3 separate regions of the Sus scrofa genome follow, and all the other regions are linked to region 1. The links are chromatin contacts, called in public targeted proximity ligation maps. All regions are on one chromosome and are shown on one strand. The core of a region is the stretch at or near the end of the contact, and the rest is flanking DNA. Distances in the headings are between cores, read along the strand shown. Region 1 overlaps CYP3A46 (cytochrome P450 3A46). Region 2 has its middle 20 kb from the start of CYP3A22. Region 3 holds the start of LOC110259856 (cytochrome P450 3A29-like).

What was found.
Region 2: a contact with region 1 is called in a targeted proximity ligation map of alveolar macrophages. A contact is called at or near these places in 1 of 5 promoter capture datasets (fetal skeletal muscle) and 1 of 2 datasets of targeted methods (alveolar macrophages).
Region 3: a contact with region 1 is called in a targeted proximity ligation map of alveolar macrophages.

Annotation. Positions count from the first base shown.
Region 1 is chr3:6,704,669-6,709,226 of Sscrofa11.1, forward strand. CYP3A46 (cytochrome P450 3A46) reads left to right here. Exons shown (of 16, transcript NM_001134824.1): 14 at 224-448; 15 at 3,103-3,265. Among named protein-coding and RNA genes, the nearest start is that of CYP3A46, 29 kb to the left of the region's middle.
Region 2 is chr3:6,604,420-6,608,977 of Sscrofa11.1, forward strand. No RefSeq gene overlaps it. Among named protein-coding and RNA genes, the nearest start is that of CYP3A22, 20 kb to the right of the region's middle.
Region 3 is chr3:6,787,805-6,792,362 of Sscrofa11.1, forward strand. It overlaps LOC110259856 (cytochrome P450 3A29-like), which reads left to right and starts at 1,924. Exons shown (of 13, transcript XM_021086162.1): 1 at 1,924-2,661; 2 at 3,447-3,540. The coding sequence starts at 2,591.

The DNA.
Region 1 (4,558 bases), core at 808-3,307:
AATCCCTGGCCCAGCGCCATAGGTGAAGGATCTGGTGTTGCTGGCTTGATGTAGGTCCTGGCTTGGATCAGTCCCTGGCCCAGGAACTTCCATATGCTGTGGGTGTGCCATAAATTCAAAAATATGCTTCTCTGAAGGTCCTACCATTTGAAGAGGGCTACATAGACTGAGTTGACCCTTGATCCCAAATCTTAATTCATCAAGATCTATTTCTCCTTCCCAGGCCTCCCACCTACGATGGTCTGGCGCAAATGGAGTATCTTGACATGGTGGTGAACGAATCTCTCAGAATATTCCCAGTTACTCCTAGACTTGAGAGGTCCTGTAAGAAGGATGTGGAAATCCATGGCGTGTTCGTTCCCAAAGGGACCGTGATGATGGTGCCAATCTTTGCGCTTCACAGAGCCCCGGAGCTCTGGCCAGAGCCTGAGGAGTTCCGCCCTGAAAGGTACGAGACCCCAGGGAAGGGGATCCATCCTGATCCTCTTTGGTGCTTGTATATTCTGATACCGCATGCAGTCATTTCTCTGTACATCTTTTTATGGTTAAATTTTTCTTTTTATAAGATTCCATTGGTTGAGTCAAATTTATACAAAGGGTGGACTAGAAAAAAGTAAATTATGGTTCTCTGCATTCTTAATACCTTAAGATAGGCCTCATCAATTTGCAATTTAAGTCCTTAAGGATATTTTTGTAGGCCTGTATAGATGCTTACTATTTCAAATGGCCTTCTATTAATTTGGCTTTATACTGATTATTTGATTTAACAGTTCATTCTAAACAACCTTCTACATATACATGTTTGTATGCATATGCCAAAAATTTGCCCAACAACTATATTGTTGGTGGTGGGTAGGCTTTTTATTTCCTTTTAGATCTTCTGTCTGTCCTCTCCTCTGTCCGAATCCACCACCACCACTCCCACATTTCATTTCTTTAAACGTCATCTGCCGTTTCCTCCAGCATGGTTGTGAGATGCAGGCTGGGGACCGAGAGGCCTCATCCCTGTGGTTCAAGGAGTCTCACTGAGGACAGAGGTGCACCCAGGCCCCGGTGCTGTCTGTGGCTGCAGTCCTGGGCCAGCTCCTTCTTCTCAGTATTTGCTGACCTTCTGCGGAGACGTCCTCTGCCCTCAGACGTCTGAGATGTCCTCCTTGGAGGAGCTAAGCATCCTCTTCTGAGAATTCAGAGCTGAGGTCTGGTCTGGACACAGCTTGGACTCTGGAAGGAGTCGATGCTTCTTTCCTTTTGTGTGTTGGGACCACAATTTGGAGGGAACTTTTTAGAGCACTAGATGCAATTTAGACTTTTATAGCCTCTGACTCTAAGCTCCCTGATGGCAGGGACTTTGTTGTGCTAGCCACGGGGCCCCTGGTGCTGACACAACCTCCACACACAGCACTTGTTGAAAGAGGAAGTCAGAGTCAACCCAGTCCTCTGTGTTCTGGGCCAGGGAACCTCCAAGCTCAGCAGCGCCCCCTCCTGGAGCCTCAGGAACCTAAAGCCAGAGACCACTCTGCATTTCTGTCTGATTTGTCCAGATGTCAAGCAGAGAGTTCGTGCCTCCCTATGTGTCAGGGGCTGGGCCAGGCAGTGAGAAATCCAAATGTTAAAAAAAAAAAACATTGTGGAGAATTAAAAAAATATACAATATATGTATATTTACATAGCCACAGCCTATTCTATAGGCACAGTCTACAGACTATTTTAAGGTATTTGTCTGTGCCTATTCCCTGCTCAAGAATCATCAACCCAATTTAGCCACCTTATCCACATGCTACTGCTACCTTTCTCTGTATTCCTGTTTCGTTTTAGTTCATATTGTCTGCGAATCTTCCAGAATGTTTTCCGAAATAGGGACTCTTTAAAAATAGACATAACCACAGCACCATTATCGCTTTCCCCAAATCCACATTTTTTTCCTTAATATATTCAAATGTGGAGGAGTCAAATTTGAATAAAACATTGGTCTAAGCATCAAGGAATGTATGGGCTGACCAGGAAGTCAGTGATTGCACTTGGGTAGAGTCGCCTCATGTGTCCGTGTCAATATTCTGACTAAAGCATCCTCTGTGGGTGGGAGAGAGAGAAAGAGAGCCAGCCAGCCGGGCAGGGACACAGGGAGAGGGGAGGGGACGGGAAAACAAGGGGAAATAACAGTTAAATCCTCAGAGCATTACAGTTAGTCTCCTTTCCTAACTGCCCTTCAGAGTGTGAACCCCTCTCCCCCCTGAATGGAAATTTAGTGTTTAAGGACAAAATTTCTTTTTTGTTGTTGTTGCTTTGTTTCTAATTGCCTTTTATTTAAAAAAATATTTTTAAGTATAATGATTTTAATTTTTTTCCATTATAGCTGGTTTACAGTGTTCTGTCAGTTTTCTACTGTACAGCAAGGTGATCTGGTCACACTTACATTTCTTTCTTTTTGTTTTTTTTTTTAATTTGTTACTATTTTTTTTTCCCACTGTACAGCAAGCGGATCAAGTTACTCTTACATGTATACATTTTTTTCCCACCCTTTGTTCTGTTGCAATATGAGTATCTAGACATAGTTCTCAATGCTACTCAGCAGGATCTCCTTGTAAATCTATTCTAAGTTGTGTCTGATAAACCCAAGCTCCCATCCCTCCCACTCCCTCCCCCTCCCATCAGGCAGCCACAAGTCTCTTCTCCAAGTCCATGAGTTTCTTTTCTGTGGAGATGTTCATTTGTGCTGGATATTAGATTCCAGTTATAAGTGATATCATATGGTATTTGTCTTTGTCTTTCTGGCTCATTTCACTCAGTATGAGAGTCTCTAGTTCCATCCATGCATTATGTCATTCTTTATTATGGCTGAGTAGTATTCCATTGTGTGTATGCATTTCTTTTAAACAGCAGGCATCGCATCCCCTCAGTGCGGCTGAAAGCGCCCACGGGGGGAGGGGGATGGGCAGGATCTGGAGCATCCCTTCCTCACAGCAACGTACCCACCGCAGGATGAATGACCAGCCCCCAGACGGACCCCTCATGTGCCTGGTTGAAGATTTAGCACCTCACACTCAGCGCTCTTGAGGTTTCTGTGTTTCATTAATTAGTTTTCATGTACTGTTATGCAACCAGGTTCAGTAAGAAGAACAAGGACACCATAAACCCTTACACTTACCTGCCCTTTGGGACTGGACCCCGCAACTGCATTGGCATGAGGTTTGCCCTCATGAACATGAAACTCGCTCTCGTCAGAGTCCTGCAGAACTTCTCCTTCAAACCTTGTAGAGAAACACAGGTCAGACAGTTACCTATCTGCATTAATAGTGTTTTCTTAAGTTTTTTTTTTTTTTTTAAACTGAGGGGTCTGTCTGTAAAAGTGTGATCTAGTCAAAGAATAATGTCTTCTGAAGTTCCCACTAAGACACAGTGGGTTAAGAATCTGGAGTTCCCGTCGTGGCGCAGTGGTAACGAATCCAACTAGGAACCATGAGGTTGCGGGTTCGGTCCCTACCCTTGCTCAGTGGGTTAACGATCCGGCGTTGCCGTGAGCTGTGGTGTAGGTTGCAGACGCGGCTCGGATCCCACATTGCTGTGGCTCTGGCGTAGGCTGGTGGCTACAGCTCTGATTCGACCCCTAGCCTGGGAACCTCCATATGCCGCGGGAGCGGCCCAAACAAATAGCAAAAAAAGACAAAAAAAAAAAAAAAAAAAGAATCTGACTGCTGCAGCTCCCATAGCTGGGGAGGTGCAGGTTCTATCCCCAGCCCGGGGCAGTGGGTTAAATTATCTGGCGTTGCTGCAACTATGGCTGGGTTTCGAGCCCTGGCCTGGGACCTTCCATATGCCATGAGTATGGCCATAAGAAAAAGTTGCGAATTTCCAGATAAAATATAAGTACGAGAATGCAATTCATAACATAATGACTAGAGCTAACTTATCTGTGTAGCATAAGAGAGTAGATCAGAAGAGTTCTCACACACACAAAAAGCCCCATATTGTTTCTTTCTCTTCCTTTTCCTATCTACATGAGATGATGAATGTTAGCAAAACTTCTTGTGGTAATAATTTCACGGTATATGTAAGTCGAATCATTATGATGTGGATCTTAAACTTGTGCCCGGCTCTTAAGTCACTTAGGTCACAATAAAAGGGGACATCTTTTAATTTTGAAAGAGGATAATAAGGAAGTACTGCAAACATCTTTATTCCCATATTTTAAAAAATTTATTTTAATTTTTAAAAATTTTTAATTTTTTGGTCTTTTTAGGGCCATGCCCACGGCCTATGGAGGTTCCCATGCTAGGGGTCAAATCGGAGCTACAGCTACCGGCCTATACCACAGGCACAGCAACACCAGATCCGAGTTGCATCTGGACCTACACAACAATCCGTGGTGATGCCGGATCCTTAACCCACAGAGCAAGGCCAGGGATCGAACCTGCAACCTCATGGTTCCCAGATGGAGTCTTTTTTGCTGCACCATGATGGGAATTCCCACATATATTTTATAATATAGAACAGTTCTCCAAAAGACACCAACTATTAAAATTCAATCAAGGAAATATAGAGAGCCTGAGTCTCCCTATAT
Region 2 (4,558 bases), core at 927-3,426, 100 kb before region 1:
GGAAAGAGCTTGAGAGTGGCTTGTAGAAGGCCCTGGAACGGGAGGTGAGGCCAAGCGTCAGAATTTGGCCAGCCAGGAGAGAAAGGCTGAGCATAAAAAGTGCCTCACGGTCATTCAGTTGGATAAGCATGTCTTCCTAAGCTCTTCTCACCAGGCCTGGTGCTGGGTGGTGGAGCAGTAAAACCAAATTTACTTCCATCAAGACGTCCAGGGGTTCCCATTGCGGCTCAGCACTAACAAACCCCACTAGTATCCATGAGGACACGAGTTCGATCCCTGGCCCTGCTCAGTGGGTTAAGGCTCTGGCGTTGCCGTGAGCTGTGGTATAGGTCGCAGACGTGGCTCGGATCTGTTGTTGCTGTGGCTGTGGTGTAGGCCAGCAGCTATAGCTCTAATTCGACCCCTAGCCTGGGAACCTCCATATGCCGCGGAAGTGGCCCAAAGAAATAGCAAAAAAAAAAAAAAAAAAAAAATCAGCAAAGGTAAGAGGCAGATAGGCCCCAAACGTCCAGCTTTCCCCGCCCAGTAGAGTGGTACAGACAGTCCTTAGCTCTCCCAGCAATGACGCGTGACCGCATGTGTGACGCGTTGCCAACAGGGGACACTCACCTGAGCCTTGCTGTCCAGGGCTTACCTTAGGGTTGGTCACCTAAGCATGTGGCTGCCCTTAGTTCTTCAGTCTCCAGGTGCTCCAAAGGTCAAACTGAGGGAGCATGGCCTGAGATCCCTCCCAGGGTTCACGCTGTTGGCGTAAACTATCTGGTGTGGCCCACGGACCCCATGTCACACAGACGCTCTTACTGGCAGCCTGTTTCAAGGGCTTAAAAGTTACCTTCCTGGCGGTGGTCAGGATCAGACCTTTCTCTGGAATATGCAGAGTTTGCACAGCTCAGGTCTGCTGAGTTAATCCTTCGCTACGTACTCGCATAGCTCTGTCTCGTCACCCAAGGCCCAGCACCAATCTGACCTCCTCAGAGAGACTTTTGCCTGCCCTGCACCTCTTCCTTTCATTTTTGCCTTGGTCTGTTGTCGTCATGGCTCTTCGGAACGCCTCGTGTTTTCTTGTTTGCGTCTCATCAAGTGACACTTAAAAGTGTCACTTAAGTGACACTTAAAAAAAAGCCCTGCGTGCATATTTTATTTTCGATTTTTTTCATTAAAGTATAGTTGATTTATTTGGAATGGATGGGCAATGGGGTCCAACTGCCCAGCTCAGGGAACTGTGTGTGATTGGGTCCCTTCGCTCCAAACAGAAACTGAAAAAACATTTTACATCAACTATAATTGTTGTAAATTAACTTTTAATTTAAAAAGGTATAGTTGATTTATAATGTGCCAATTTCTGCTATACAGCAGTGACTCAGTCATACACGTGCACACACACACACACACACACACACACACACACACACACACACACATTCTTTTAAAAATATTATTTTCCCTCATGGTCTATCCCAGGAACACTTTTTCCCCCCTTTTTCAGGCTCACCTGCAGCATATGGAAGTTCCTGGATCAGGAGTCAATCAGAGCCTCATCTGTGACCTATGCCACAGCGGCAGCAGCGCTGGATCCGTAACCCATAGTGCCGGGCTGGGGATCAAGCTGGCAACACCGCAGAGGTGAGCCGGGTCATTAACCCACTGTGCCCCAGCAGGAATGACCCCAGGCACACTTTTTTTGGTCTTTTCGGGGCCGCACCCACGACATATGGAAGTTCCCGGGCTGGGGGTCAAACTGGAGCTGCAGCTACTGGCCTACACCACAGCCACAGCAAGGCCAGGGATCGAACCCGAATCTTCATGGATACTAGTTGGGTTTGTTACCACTGAGCCGCGATGGGAACTCCCCGAGCACTTTTTGATGAATGAAGAAATCTGGACCACAAAGGACTGAATTCTAATATCTTTTCTAGCTTTAAGCTACCATTAATCAAGTTAATTTGTTAATATTTTTTTTTTAAAACTAGACTTTGCATTCTCATAAGGAAAGGCAGTTTTTCCCATGGTTTTTCTAACCTGCCCGTTCTCAAAGCTGTTAGGCCAGAGCAGGTGCTTGGGCAATGCTTGTGGAATGCACGACTTTCGTTCTCGAATGTCCTGTAGGCTCATGCTCCCCCCGCCCACCCGCCCCGGGTTTTCCCTTCCTCTGCCTTCCTTCTTCCTTGTTTTGCTAATATGACCTGTGACTCATGCTGCTGACCTCACCCGTGGTTTCCCCCGTTATCTGGGGCTCTTTGGTCATGAGTGGACCCTTCCTGAGATGACGAGCCTGTCTCTCCCTTAAGAGCTGGGGCTCTCTAGTGACTTAGCCCTACAGGACGTTCAGAAAATGCCCGGTGGAAGCACATCTTATCTGAGGCCCATTCTGCCACCACAGGTTTGGATGACACTTGTCTTAGCGCCCTGAGGCTGCCATGGCAAATTACCAAACACTGGGTGGCTTCAAACAGCAGAAATTTCACTTGAGTGGCAAGGTTGACACGGGGAGCATTGTCACTGGTCCAAGCCCAGTGTTGCCATCATCCCTTTTGCCAGTGGTGGGTCTGTTAAGCCGCCTTTCTAAGGGAGTGATGGGTGCGGCATCAGCAGAAAAATGGTTGCATTTCCTGCAGAGACACGGAACCTTGGGAAGAGCTGGGCGGCCCTCTCACTCGGAGCGAAGAGAGGGAATGCGCTCGCAGGGGCATCCGTGGGCATCCGTCACGCTCAGGTCTCCGTATTTGTCGAACTGGTAAGCCACATGCTGCTGCCGTGTTGACGATGTGAGGGCAAGCTGGACAGGTGGGGGCCCTGCGCTGGAGGGGCTCACGTCCCAGTGAGGAGAGAGACGACAACCAGGCGACAAACACAGCGGTTACGTTATCACCTATGTGCCGAGAAGGAGATGACCTTGGTGCCGAGGTGGCAAGTAACGCCCGGAGGGTCACAAAGGCGTCTTGGAGGACGTGGTGTTTTGAGCTGAGACATGATGGATTGGGTGCCTGGCCCCGCGAACCGCCAGGGTAGGAGCGTTCCAGGTGGCAGAGACGGCAAGTGCCAAGGCCTGGAGGCAGGAAAGCACTTGGCTTTGGCTGAGATGCCAGAAGACCGTGGGTCTGGGGCCCTGAGTGAGGCGGGTAGTGAACAGATGGGGCTGGAGCGGGGGCAGGGCCCTCCGGAGCCAGCGGCGGGAGTCGGACTCTAACTAACTGACTGCAGTGGGAGGCCAGGGGCACGTCTTTAGCAGGAGAGCATCACGGCATGTTTCTGCTGTAGGGGCCATGTGGTCGGGGCGGGGAGTGGGGAGCTGCCTGGGAGCTGCCCAGCTGTTCAGATGAAAGATGAGGGCAAGCATGGGCCAGTGGAGGTGGTTCAGAGCAGACCCACTGGAAATGTGTCCTGTGGGAGAAGGGACAGGACCGGAGGATGGATTGAAGGTGGGCTGAGCGGGAGCGAGCAACTTCGGGTCCTGGAGGAGCAGCCTGTGGTCACTCATAGCAGCGTTCCTTCTGGCCTGTTCCGTACAGTCCAGCCTGCCTTTGGTTGGTGGTGGTGGGGGGGACGCACATCTGACCTCTTCTGGGGCTTTGTTGTGAGAGGTGAAAGCCTAGAATAGCTGAACCAGAGGCCCGACACGGGGAGTGGGGTGCCCGCTTCATGCCTTCGTGTGCTGATTCAGCAGCTTCACAGTCTCGGTTGGGTGAGCCGAGCTCTTCGAGGTTTTTCTTGGCAATTTCGTCACCCTTTCCCTGCTCCTCCATGATGGTGTCAAGATGAATGGGGAGGGGGTTAGAACCTACGGGAATAGGAACGTGGGTCTTGCAGGCCTCTGGGCTCAGGGGATGGGTTTCCCTCGGGCTCTGTCCTGTGGCCTCCACCCTGGAGGGGGGTGCTTCTGGCTGAAGGGGCAGCGGGACGTTGAGGTCCCTCATTGAGATGTCTCGGTGGGGGAGGAGGCTGCTGTGCAGGGTGAGCCCGGGCTGCCCCGAGGTGTCTGGAGTGGGACCTCCAGACAGAAGATAGTCTGCAGAGAGCCCAGGCCCCTGCTTGTCCGCAGGTGTCTTCTGCTCCAAGTTGGGTGGCAGGGGCCCCGAAGTCCCCCAAGAGGGAGGGAGAAGGGATCTGTATGAGTTTGCTAGGGCTGCCGTATGACAAGACCAGGCAGCTTAAAGAACAGAAATTTATCCTTTCACAGTGCTGGGGGCTGCAAGTCCAAGATCAAGGTGTCAGTAGGGTTGGTTCCTCTCGAGGCCTCTGATTGGCTTGCAAGTGCCAGCCTTCTCCCTGTGTCTTTGCTCGGTGTCCCCTTGTGCTTGTCTGTCCTGATCTCCTCTTCTTAGGAAGCTGTCAGTCACCTGGGTCAGTACTCACCCCTATGACCTGGTGAAGCCTTAGTCACCTCTTGAAAGGCCCCATTTCCACCACAGTCACCTTCTGAGGGTCTGGGGTTAGGACCTCAACCTCTAAATGTGGAGGGGACACAATTCCAGGTAAGAGGATTCTAGGAGAGAGCCCGCGGGTCTGTAGGTGACTGTCAGAGGAAGGGCAAAGGGGACCTGCTGCAGTGAATGTGCCC
Region 3 (4,558 bases), core at 674-3,173, 83 kb after region 1:
GGGAGGGAGTGGGATGGACTGAGAGGCTGGGGTTAGTAGATACAGATACAAACTATTACATTTAGAATGGATAAACAGCAACAGGTCCTACTCTATAGCTCAGGGAACTATGTCCAATCTCCTGGGATAGACCGTGATGGAAAAGAATACTAAAAAAGAATGTGTGTGTGTGTATAAAATGCACGTATGACCGAGTCACTTTGCTGTATAGCAGAAAGTGACACAACATTGTAAATCAAATACACGTTAATTTTAAAAACAATGAAGGCATGGGAGCAGAGTTATAAACACACAATCTTGCTCACACTGTTTTCACACAGATTGTGACCTATGAAATTTGAATCTAACATATAAATCACTCCAGACTAATGTTGCTTCCTTATACGGTGATCAATTCTTTGAGCCAGTGGAAGTGGAAGTCAGGACAGCCTTCCCGGAAGAGGAGTCACTTGGCTAACAGCATAACGGGAAAGGAATAGCAGGCTTATTGTGCTTCTTGCATCATTGAGTCTCTGACAACCTGTTTACCTGTACTGATGTCTGAGCCTAATGCTTCCCTGAGTGTTATTTGATTTTCACCTTTGACTGATTGCCAAGAACTAAGAAAGAAGATAGGCCATTTACGTTGATGAGACACTGTGTTCTCATACCTGTGTCACTACTTCACATTGGCTGTTCTAAAACTACCTGTTTGTGTCCCTAACTTCAACCTGAATAATGTCTAAGTCTTGGTCATTTTTGTGTCCTAAGCATATAGAGCTTTGAAAGCATGTGACAAGCCCGTATGTGAAAACATGGGCTTTTAGACAACCTGACATTCACCCACTTGGCCTTGAGTCAATGAACGGATGAATAGATGTGTTCATGCATTTCACTTAGCAGGTGCTTCCTGGAGAAAGTATGAACGCAAAGATGACTAACTATGATGGTAGAAATTTCATGCTGTGAGATAAGCTCCCAAGGAAATAAAGAAAGCAGATGACATAGCTGGGACTCACTGCAATTTATCAATGAGACACCCACTCATTCAGGCTATTGTTCAGAAGTCCAAGGGACTAACAGACTAGAGGGATGGAGGTCTCTCTTTCTGCAGAAGGTCTGAAGTGAGAAAGGATGAAGCAAGAAGGAAGCACACACACACAGCTTAAATGTCATGTGTTTCCATTGAGTTTAAGAATCTTTGTGATTTTTTTCACATAATTCATGGTTTCTCAGGCCAAGGAGACACAGGACATGGATCAGAGTCATGACAATGAGGTCATGTAATTTCCAGAGCCTCAATTTTCAGGTTTCTTCAGGAATGGGGTGGGGCTCACAGATGATACCAACTTCTGCTATAGGCCTTCTCCTTACCAGTTCTCAAACCCATTAAAAATCCCCTACTTATCAAAAAAGCAGGGAGCCATCTGCTCTGGTAAGTATCACATCACTGGTAGATAAGGAGTTTGGGGTCCACTTGGCCACCAGGCTGCTTTCCTTTCTTCACTCTCTTTACACCCATTGATCTTGGACTTGCAGCCTTTCCAGAGAGAGGGGCCATTCTTTGCTCTAGAATCTTTCTAACTTGCTGTCTATGGCAGGACACTCTGAGGGCAGGACAGCAATTGTCCTGAATTGATACCCCTTGATGCAACCATCACCATCTCCCCCATGTTCTGCCTCTCCTTCTGGAGCCCTCTTGTCAACAGAATCCTGATGGATCCTCATGGATGTGCAGTGATGATGGCTGAGGCCCAGCCGGGACTCCTGGTGTACTAACAATCCAGGAAGATGGTGTGGTCACCAATGAGTCACTTGAAAAAGTCATGCGGTGACCTGGTGGTCTTACTTCCAGCAACACAATTCCACCAACCTTTCTGATTCCCACTCTGTAGAAAGCACCGTGCTGGGTACCAGGGCTATAACTGCAACTGATACCCAGACTGTGCCCAAACTCTCCATCTGGTGAGGGGACAGAGTGGTGAGGAAACCAGCAATGGTGCTGGAGGCAATAGATTTGTGTGCAGGGGACAGAAGACCCCAGCAAAGGAAATGCTTCTATCTGGTTGAGGAGGTTGGTTAGGAAATTTCTAAGACAGGGGGTTATGTCTGAGCTGGGATTTAAAGGATGAGCAGTGGATGTAGAGAGAAAACAAGGGAATTTCTAGGCAGAGGAAACTGCATGGGTAAAGATCTGTCGATCTAGATTGTCAAAAGAATTTCAAGTATTTTAACATGTGGGCAGGTATGGAGACAAGTGCATTTTAGAGGAGATTAATAGCCTGTGGTTTTATGTGAGTTTCTGTAATGCTTGGGATTACTGATAACCCTGACTGAGTTGTTATTGAATTCCCATAGAATATGAACTCAAGGGAGGACTAACTGGAGTGTCCATGATGTTTTGCCAGCGCTCAAGGCAGGAGGGGCTCCTGCAGGTGGAACACAGGGGGCTCTTCCATTGGCTGCAGCTCCAGCCCCACCTCCTTTCCCAGCACTTAAACCTCCAGCCCCAATGACTCTCTAGTGGGCAGCAAGGGGACCTCCACACTCTCAGAGCAGCACACACAGCTGAAGGGACACTCAGAGGAGGGAACCCCAGAGGACGGTGGCCATGGACCTGATTCCAAGTTTTTCTGTGGAAACTTGGCTTCTCCTGGTTACCAGCCTGGTGCTCCTCTATCTGTGAGTAACTGTCCAGACCTGTCTCCTCCATAGCCTTGGGCTTGGGGTGCTAAATAGGTCCTCCTTTCCCTGTTTTTTTTTTAATTATTCAATGGATTTTATTACATTTATAGTTGTACAATGATCATCACCGCCCAATTTTATAGGATATCCATCCCAAACCCCCAGCCATCCCCCCACCCCCAACCTGTCTCCTTTGGAAACCATAAGTTTTTCAAAGTCTGTGAGTCAGTATCTGTTCTGCAAAGAAGTTCTTGCATCCTTTTTTTTTTTTTTTTTTTTTTTTTAGATTCCACATATGAGTGATAGCAAGTGATATTGGTGTCTCACTGTCTCACTATCTCTGTCTGTTTTGAAGATCAAAGTTAACTGAGAAAAAGTTGCTAGAGCTTTCAGTGGTACAGAATTTTTTTTCTCATTTCTACCTAGAATGAGAATCTCCAAATTATGGCAGAATCAAGTAACTCTTAACATTAGTTTTCTGGAAGAACACCAGCCTGAACTCAGGAGCACTCAAACTGGAAACATATATGAAATATTTGTTCTAGGATTGGGACCTTTTAGACTTCAGCTGCTTTTAGCTAATCATTATTACCTTTGATGGATCTCATAGTGGTGGGAAATGAGATGAAGAGTGAATGTAATTATTCCTTTTTGAGTTACTAATTGCTTATTGCCTACATGTTACCTCTGAGGTTGATGATTGCAGGTCTGAGTCACTGACTAGCCAGCCCCAGCACCTGTTCCTCAGTCCCTGTGACCTGGTTTTCTCTTTGATTTTGTAGATATGGGACTTATTCACATGGATTTTTTAAGAAGCTGGGGATTCCTGGGCCGACACCTGTGCCTTATTTTGGAAATATTCTGGCCTACCGTAAGGTATGTGTTATTTGAGCTCCCTCTTTGCTTCTTACAGTTGCCAATTCCAGCCAAGTTCCTCAGTAAAAGTTCCTCTCCTCAGGAAGAGGAAGTTCTGAGGTTTCACACTTTCCAGAAAGGGCACCATGGCCCTTGCGCAGCACATGGCCACATTTACCCCACAGATGCATTGTCAGCTGTTAGGAACCTCAGCTTTTCCCTCAGACAGCTCAGCTCTCTGGCTGATTCAGCACAGGACTTGAAGTTCCAACTTGTGATTTTTGTGAACAGGATTTTCTTTCTCCCAGATGCAGGTTCCCAGGCAGGGACAATCGCCTTTAGAAGAAGAGCATTACATGGGTGCCTGGTTTCATTAAGTTGTGTGCACTAGAGTCAAACGTTCCTGTTGGTAGCATAAACTATAGCCATAAGCATAAGAGTTCATACTTCATATCCTGATTCTCCCAACCGAGGCTCTCCTTGTCTCATTACTGCCTGAGAACTTCCTGAACTTCTTTCCCTCAGAAGCAATATTTTCCTTGTCACCCCTGCTTTCCAAATGAACTCTTTAGTAGATGTACCCCAAGACCTGCAGTTCTGGGACCTTCATTTTCATAGTTAAACCATCGAATATCACAGCAGAGGAGTTCCCATGTGGCTAAGCAGGTGAAAGAGCTGACATTGTTGTCTCTGTGAGGATGGGGGTTCGATCCCTGGCCTCGTTTAGTGGGTTAAGCATCTGGCATTACTACAAGCTGCAACATAGGTCACAGATGCCGCTTGGTACCTGAGTTGCCATGGCTATGGTGTAAGCTGTGGCTGCAGCTCAGATTTTGACCCCTAGTCCAGGAACTTCCGTATGCTGCAGGTGCAACTGTAAAAGGGAAAAAGAAAAAAATCACAGCAGAAACCTAGTGACAAGAAAATTCTTCTTAAGTTTCAGGAGTGAAAACTCAGAGCAAGTGCTTTAATCCTCGCTATCCTTTGTGGAGCTGTGGCATCTCCCCATCTTTTCCGTGTTGAGCTGGAAAACTCAAAA